Regions from separate parts of the Sus scrofa genome. Here region 2 is linked to region 1. A link is a contact called in public Hi-C data. All regions are on one chromosome and are shown on one strand. Each heading gives the region's core, a stretch centred on a gene start, on an enhancer-like site or on the middle of the called end of the contact. The rest is flanking DNA. Distances are from core to core; before and after follow the strand shown. Region 1 overlaps HHAT (protein-cysteine N-palmitoyltransferase HHAT). Region 2 overlaps HHAT (protein-cysteine N-palmitoyltransferase HHAT).

What was found. Hi-C and Micro-C count contacts between places; a contact is called where the count stands out from the background.
Region 2: a Hi-C map of omental adipose tissue shows a contact between it and region 1, with 2.4 times the contacts expected there. The contact joins two enhancer-like sites. A contact is called at or near these places in 1 of 5 promoter capture datasets (liver), 17 of 47 Hi-C or Micro-C datasets (adipose tissue, brain, embryonic fibroblasts and 10 more) and 1 of 2 datasets of contacts at active chromatin or transcription factors (skeletal muscle).

What each region holds. Positions count from the first base shown.
Region 1 is chr9:132,593,765-132,598,054 of Sscrofa11.1, forward strand. The region is part of intron 4 of HHAT (protein-cysteine N-palmitoyltransferase HHAT); the gene reads right to left. Among named protein-coding and RNA genes, the nearest start is that of HHAT, 72 kb to the right of the region's middle. Within about 2 kb of position 2,062, at least 19 of the 83 cell types and tissues checked have an H3K27ac peak or open chromatin away from gene starts, as enhancers often do. A contact at or near this core is called in adipose tissue, mesenteric adipose tissue and omental adipose tissue, where this site is marked.
Region 2 is chr9:132,632,197-132,636,486 of Sscrofa11.1, forward strand. It overlaps HHAT (protein-cysteine N-palmitoyltransferase HHAT), which reads right to left. Exons shown (of 13, transcript XM_013979981.2): 3 at 1,083-1,150. Among named protein-coding and RNA genes, the nearest start is that of HHAT, 34 kb to the right of the region's middle. Within about 2 kb of position 2,310, at least 9 of the 83 cell types and tissues checked have an H3K27ac peak or open chromatin away from gene starts, as enhancers often do. A contact at or near this core is called in adipose tissue, mesenteric adipose tissue and omental adipose tissue, where this site is marked.

The DNA of each region.
Region 1 (4,290 bases), core at 812-3,311:
AATGGTTAGAATAGTTGGAGAGGCATTTGGATGGATGGGTAGATGGATGGGATAGGCTTCCCCTGGCAGTTATGACCAAGAATGAGAAATTAGTACCAAAATGTGGGGCTTAAAAAAAATAAAATAAAATAAAATAAAAATTAAAAAAAGGAGTTCCCGTCGTGGCACAGTGGTTAACGAATCCGACTAGGAACCATGAGGTTGCGGGTTCGGTCCCTACCCCTGCTCAGTGGGTTAACGATCCGGTGTTGCCGTGAGCTGTGGTGTAGGCTGCAGACGCGGCTCGGATCCCGCGTTGCAGTGGCTCTGGCGTAGGCCGGTGGCTACAGCTCCGATTCGACCCCTAGCCTGGGAACCTCCATATGCCGCGGGAGCGGCCCAAAGAAATAGCAAAAAGACAAAAAACAAAAAAAAAAAAACAAAAAAACAAAATGTGGGGCTTTTTCGTCTCTACTGTGAAAACCTGCTGTTCTCCGAAGTCTCTACACGGACCACTTCACCCCTTATTAACAAAGACCCTCAGCCAGGGCAGGTAGGCTAGACGGGGGTTATTTCACATCTCACTGCCTACCACCCGTTTCCCACTCACAGGGGTCTCAGAAATCTTGGGTTGGGGGGAAAGCCTCAAATGGTGCACACCTGACAGGCCAGCGGCACCCACTTATGAAAGCAGACTCTGGGCTACAGCCTGACTGCCATCACCCCAGGAAGCCTTCCGAGAGCTCAACACATCCAGCCGGTATATTTCAAAGGCCAACATAAATTAACACCCTGGAGGAAAGACTGGGACTCGCCCTTTCTTCTGCAAATCTATCGTCTTCCAATCTTCCTCCGAGGGGGCCGCCCCCAGCCACAGGCACCGCTGGCTGGCAATGCCCCGCTCACACTTTGGTGCGGTCTGTGCAGCGGGCGCTGAGTGATAACAGGACACACCTGCCTTCACCGGCCTCGTAGGAAGGAACCAACGCGTCGAGCCGGGGCGAAGACTCCTGTTGGCAACTGGACCCGACTCTGCTGTGTGTTAATTCTTTTTTGCACATCTGCCCAGAAACCACTCCGTGGGGGCATTGTTTGAGAAATAAATAAAAGGAGTCAATCAATAATCCTTAGACATGGCATACGTTATTACATACTACATAATCGACTGCAGCTGCTACTGGAAAACGTATACATACCTAACCCCACACAAATGGGAAAAACAAAAACGAAGCCATCCCCGAGGCCAGGCAACTGCATTCTAGCCTGTTTTCCTGGAAGCAAAGGCCAGGAGGCCCAAACAAAGCAAATGTCAGCCCCTCCTTAGAATAAGCACTGATGGAGGTGGAAGATTTGCTGGTTCCAGGAAATCCATTAGTGCATGAGATTCCTATTAGGTGTGTGGTTTCGATAACACGCTGGAAGGGAGCGCCTGCTCATCACAGCCTGCCAGAGGTTAGTTTACTCATCTCAGCCACGGGATGACGTTGTTTCAGTCCTGTGGCCTGATGAGCTCAGCCGTTTGGGGCCCAGGGCTAAGGCTGTGGGGGCTCCCCATCAGAAGTTCTGTGAAAACGGACCCAGCCGCAGCCGCCCCCACCCCCAAACCAGTCCTCGCACAACGCTCACACAGGGGAATTTTTAGTTCTGAGGGCAGAGAACACAAGGTCTCAGGTGGTGAGGGCATTCAAGAAAGGAGGCCCCTGTCTGACGCACCCCACATGCGCTCCAGTCATAACAAACCCGGGGCCAGAGCTCAGGGCCAGTGCTCGGCACCCCCTTCCAGGGCGCTGCCCCTGCTGCGGTCCTGCCAAAACCCAGAGAGAGCCCTGCCCAGAGAAAAGGCGTTTGACCTTGGCCAAGGAGCTCAGTGGAAAGTTTTATTACTTTATGTGGGGGGGGGGGAGCCAACACCGAAGAAAAAGAAAATCACACTTTTGAAAATAACCCATTCTTTGCCTCTCTCTGGGAGGAGGCAGGGCCAGCAAAGGTAGAGACAGGATTAGATATCAGATGAGAGAGGACGCATCCTTCTGGGGAGAAGGGCTCTAAGAGCAAGAAGTGATGACGCCTCTGCCCTTGCACAGCACGGTCCATGGTGCATGAGGCCCCTGAGGACAGGGGATCAGAGACAACTGCAGCCCCAACCTTCCACTCTGGGTAAGTGCCAAAAGCATCCACCCCAGTTAAGGCCATCTGGACCACTCAGTCCAGGCGGTGAAAGCATGGAGCGAATGGGGCCAAAGCTGTGGTTCTACTTACATAAGAACCACGGGGACTCACAAAGAAAGCACTGTGCCCCCGCCTGGCCAGGACCCTGCCCACCCACTGGCACAAATCAAACCTGTGGCCGCAAAGGGACAGGAGACACACACACACACACACACACACATGACTCAGGATGAGCTCTGCCTCACTGCAAGAAAAACACAAACAAAACCTCCTACAGACTTTGGGTAAGATGTGCTTCTGCAGATAAAAAGCCAAGTCCACCTGTCCACCCAGGCCTGGTGACAAGATGCAGGAGGCTGAAATAAGCCAATGACTCCACTCACTTCCAGCTGCAGCTCAAAAGCCACCTCCTCGGGGGCCTTCCCTGACACCCCCAAGGCAGACGTGGCCCACCCCTTCCAGGCACCCAACCCAGCATCGGCAGGCTCAGGATCCCGGTCAGGAGTGCGCTTCCTCTGCCACTTCTCACTCAGCATCTTGAGGGGAAGGGGCTGTGTGCCCCCCATCCTTTCTCCCACAACCCAGCGCAAGACTGAAACAGGGTCAGAGAAAGACATGCATGAGAAGAAAGCTGATATGACTCATCAGACAGCCTCCGCCCTCCGGGGTTTCAGGGTCTCAGGCAGTCACCTCCTTTCTTAAACACCATAGAGGGAATCGCTCCCAGGAGTGCACACAGACCACAGCAGCAGCCACCTCTGACTTGGCAGTCACAGCAAAACCATCAGACAGACCCTCATCACTATCCAAGAAGCAAGGGGTACCATCCAAGGAAGGAGAAAGCCTCCCAGATATTAACTAACGTGCTTAAGATTGCAGACTGTGAAAGTGACCAAGCTGGGAGTTGGCCAAGGGCTCTCAGCCACCCTGAATGTGGCCTCCGAACAGAGAAGAGCCTTAAGTCAAGGGGACAAGGAAGTTAAACAGAGGGACATCTAGAGCCTAAAACCTACGTAGATTTCTGATGGTGGTGGGTACAAAATAGGAGCTGAGAATGGAGGAAATTCGGAACGAGGGAGGAGTATCTGGTCAAGAACAGAGTTAATCTACATCTCAAATTGCTACAGGAGCTGCATCTACTCCAAGGGAGGGGGATCTGCTTCTTGAAGACGAGAAAACTTTACTCGTTATGCATAAAGCACAAGTGTGCACACAGCCCATGAACAGACAGTGTATCTGTGGTTTTGAAATTTCACGGAAAGGAAGTGACAACTGGGGGAAAATAGTTAAAAAGGCTCCTGGGGCAGAAATAATGGGAAAAGGCCAGAAAAATGCTGATCTGCAAAAAACAAACAAGAGGCAGCAAAATGATGTACAGCAAAGGAAACCATTAACAAAGTGAAAAGACAGCCCACAGAATGGGAGAGAACATTCGCTAACAGTGGGACAAAGGACCTAATCTCCAAAGTATACAAACAGCTTAACAACAACAACGAAAAACCCAAAGAACCCAACTGAGAAGCTAGCAGAAGACCTAAATAGACATTTCTCCAAAGAAGACATACAGTTGACCAGCAGGCACATGAAAAAAATGCTCAACATCACTAATTATTAGAGAAAGGCAAATCAAAACTACAATGCGGTACCACCTCACACCAGTCAGAATGGCCATCATTAATGAGTTCACAAACGACAAATGCGAGAGAGGGTGTAGAGAAAAGGGAACCCTCCCACACTGTTGGTAGGCATGTGAATTGGTACAACCACCATGGAAAACAGTATGGAGGCTCCTCAGACAACAAAACATAGAACTACCACATGACCCAGCAATCCCACTCCTGGGAATACATCCAGACAAAACTTTCATTCAAAAAGATACATGCACCCTTATGTTTGTAGCAGCACTGTTGACAATGGCCAGGATATGGAAGCAAGCTAAATGTCCATCAACAGATGAACAGATTAAAAAATGTGGTACATATATACAGTGGAATACTACTCAGCCATAAAAAGGAATGGAATAATGCCATTTGCAGCAACATGGATGGAACGAGAGACCTTCATCCTGAGTAAAGTAAGTTAGAAAGAGAAAGACAAATACCATATGATGTTACTTCTATGGGGAATTGAAAACATGGCACG
Region 2 (4,290 bases), core at 1,060-3,559, 39 kb after region 1:
CAGAACTGGGAAAACGGGACAGGTTACCCTAGAAAATCAAAATGGAAATTGAAGCCCATTTGCTTCAATTCTAAGCAAGATCTGAAACTCTCAAAGTAGAAAAATATCAGTACAGGCAGTTCCTGGCTTGGAAATGAATTGTCTTCCAAAGTTCACGTGTTAAGTCGAGGGTTCAGAACTCAGAATGCGAGTATTATTTTATGTCCTAAGTCAGCCAACAGAAGCTGACTAAACTTACAATATATCTGGCACATGACACTCTTAGAGCAAAGATAGTAAAATTAACATTTTTATATCATTTTTTAAATGTATCAAAACACCCAGAAGAACAGCTCCTCACTAGTGTTGACCTGAACCCTGAACCCTGAGCTGAAGCTGGACCTTCTGTGATGCCAGTTATTCCTAGAATGGGGTCCTGAGAAACTGAAAGGGGAAGAAGGAGAAAAACCCCCACCTCAAGAGATGAAGGGTTCTGGGGTGACACAGAAAGTAGCGTAGCATCTCACGAAGGGAAGAGGAGGGCCTGGCATTGTCTAAAGAATAGAAGTGCTATCACACCTAGGAGAGCAACAGCGACCACGCCACCTGCTATCTAAGCAGACACAATGAGCTGCAGTGGAAGATAAATGAGCCAGGCCACTGCCGCTGCAGAACCAGGGAGCAGAGGGGCGGGGGATTCCCAGCATGCTTTGCAGCATATGCAGATGGCAGGAGCACTAGAGGCCGGGAGGAAGCAGCTCCATAGCTGCCAACAGTGGGTATAGGGAGTGTCCAGGAACCACACTGGATTCCCATCAATGTGGGTAGGTCAGGAAAAGTGAAATGTGCATGAACTGTTAAGGTTACCGACCTGGATTCCTGGTGTCTTCTGGTGTTTTGAGAGGAGAATGTGGGACAAGGTAAAGAAAGAACATGGGAAACCGCACATGACATGGCACGCTCACACCACTTACAACAGGAGAGGCTCTTCCTCTCCAGTGGCTGCTGAGTACCACACCTGGGCCGACGCCCAGCTCCAAAGATGCAAAATATTGAAACGAGGTGTGAAAATTGAGAAGGTTTATCATTGATCCACTTTGTACCTTCTTTAATCCTCCGAATAAAGAGTCGGTCTCCAGGTCAAATTCTTGGTCCAGTTCCTCTTCATGTTCTGACGAGAAAAACAGTGTCTATTAGTCACGGATCTAAATCACACTGGGTTTGGTTTAACAGGAGAGGCGCTAAAAGAAACTGGAACACACCCTGGAAAAGCTGCCTGTGGACTGAGCTACAGCCATGGACACATGTCACACTCCTTGATTTGTGTGACCTCAGCTCCTTCCTGGAAATACACGGTGGGGCTGGTGGAAATGTCCCTTTGACTTGTCCTAAGGGTCGCGAGAGGAGAGGGACCAAAAGAGAAAGCTTCCAGCACAGACAACGACAGGAGGGAGGAGGGCAATCGCCCCACCTGTACAGACGGTGAAGAAAACGTCTCCACAGACCACGCCCCAGAACAGATGGCAGAACGCCAAGCAGATTATTGACGGAATGGTAAAACGGCAATGTGTATGCTTATAATTAAGCTATCGGTTTAAAATGAAAAAAAATATTTTAAAATCTTCACTCAAATAAGGGTGAACAAAAACCAGGCACGCCTGAAATTCGAGGAGTGAATCAGAACCTGATGGCCAAGGCTTTTGCCCTCTTGGAACTTACTGTACAGCAGGGGTGAGAGACAAACAATAAAAAATAACAATAGGGCTGATGAATGCCATGAGAGGGGAGCTAAGGAGTGCTGTGGGGCCGAGTTTGGGGTTTCTGTGTGATGACTAACAGGTGGCTGGATGGGCATGGAAGGAGCTCTCAAGAGCGCCTGCGCTGGAGGTAAAGACTTAGGAGTCCCCAGGATAAGTTAAGGGGAGTGCTGAAGCCTCCAGGATGGCCGAGATTGCCCGAAAGGGCGCAGGCTGCACAGGCAAGAAAAGAGAAATAAAGTGTTTATCAGACCAAGACCCGTACAAAAAACCCCACAAGACCACAAAGGAGCTACCCCGAAAGATCAAAGGAAAATCAGGAAGAGACAGTGTCACTAAAACATAATCATGAAATGACGCTGGTTTCTGAGTAGGATCCAAGCGTAGACTTACACACACTAGACGCCAACAGCAGCCCCAGCCTACACCACCCCCAGGAAAAACAGAAAAGGGAGAGGCACTGAGTCCCGGGGCCCAGGACCCCATGACACGTTCACACTGAACTCGGTGTGGTCCAGGAGGGGCTGGTTCACACTGAACTCGGTGTGGTCCTAGAGGGGCTGTGGCAGAGTGTGACTGTCCTGGTCTTTTCTGTTACAGCTGCACACGCACGCACGCACGCGCGCGCGCACACACACACACACTCTCTCACTCAAGTCCCAAGGGATTAGGGCACAAACAGAAAGCTCCTAACAAAAAGAGGGTAGAAAACGTCTCTGCTTTCTTGACTCTTCTGTTTTGGCTTCACTTTCCTACAAAACGCAACATCCAGACACATCAGAAACATGCAGAGCAAGGCAAAAACCTGAGTTCTCTTCTTTTAAAAAAGAACATTCCAAGGCAGTGAAGTTTCCCCGCTAAAAAAGCATCAGACTCACCCAAGTTAGGACACATCTCCCTCTAGTGGGAAAAAGGAAGCCTATGCAGACGGAAGAATTAAGATGAAATCCTGTCCAGCACTGTCCAATTCAAATACTACCTGAGACACAATTATAAAGTTTCCAGTAACCACAATTTTTTTTGGCTTTTTAGGGCCACACCCGCGGCATATGGAAGGTCCCAGGCTCAGGGTCAAATCAGAGCTGCAGCCACTGGCCTGTGCCACAGTCACAGCAACTCCAGATCCGAGCCTCAACCTACACCACGGCTCAAGGCAATGCCATATCCTTGAACCCGCAGAGGGGGGCCAGGGATTGAACCTGTGTCCTCATGGATACTAGTGGGGTTCATTACCACTGAGCCACAACAGGAACTCCTACTAACCACATTTTAAAAAGTAAAAAAAAAAAAAAAAATTTAAGCTGAAATTAATTTTAGCATGTTTCATTTATCCCAATATATCCAGATATTATTTCAACATGGAATATTAAACAATTATTAATGAGTTCTTTTATATCCCCCTTTTCTCACTAATTCTTCCAAATTCCATGGACACGTTATCCTTACAGCATATCTCAATTTGAAGTAGCCACATCTCAAGAGCTCCTCGTGTGGTTACAGCAACAGACAGGATCGCTCTAGACCAAAATCCTCCCTCACCAAGGGAAGGAGGGGAAGGGGAAGGGAGGGGGAGTTTGGGGTTAGTAGATGCAAACTATTGCATCTGGAGTGGATAAGCAATGAGCTCCTGCTGCACAGCACAGGGAACTGTATCGAGTCACCTGTGATGGAGCATGACAGAGGATAGTGTGAGAAAAAGAATGTATATATGTATGTGTGACTGGGTCGCTTTGCTCTACAGCAGAAATTGACAGGACACTGTACATCAACTATAATGGAAAAAATACAAATCATTTGAAAAATTTCAACTCAAATCCAATCATGATGCTTTTAGTAATCACTCTCAAGACTGTTTTGAGGGAGTTCCCGTGTGGCTCAGCGGGTTAAGTATCCAGCACTGTCACCACTGTGGCTCAGGTGGATGCTGCACCGCAGGTTCAATCCCTGGCCCAGGAACTTCTGCATGCCCCAGGTGTGGGGGGAGAAAAAAAAAACGAAAAACAAAAAAAAACGTTTCCCAAAACTGTGGCGTGGAGAACTGAAGCAATATCTGCTGAAGAGCCCTCAGTACTAAGTCCGGGGGATTCTACCCCATGCTCCCCCCACCACCACCCAACTAAAGGACGCATCAAAGCCCCATTCACCCTACTGAGTGAGAGGATTTGCACTTCAATCATCACCAGTGAGCTGTGGTGGTAAACCTTTCACTTAAAACCTCCAACTAACTTATCCCTTTGATGGGATATCAATTACGGGGTGAGGTAGGGGAATTGGAGAGCCATAATCAGGAAGGGGAGGGAAATACACACAAGCACACACACACTCCTCTGACTGGAGCCTCTGCGGGGAGACTAGTGCACCCAGCTGGGGCCTGACTGTCCTGCCGCTTCTATGCAGTTGAAAAATTCCAACCAGATCCTCTGCATCCTTTATTTCTCCAGGAAGCCGGTGGGTGCTGCAGACTGGTAGTAAATGAGGCGGGGGGAGGGGCAGAAATGATGGGCTTCTAAAGACAGGAGAATTTAATTGTAAGCAGTTCTCAAACACGCAGGTG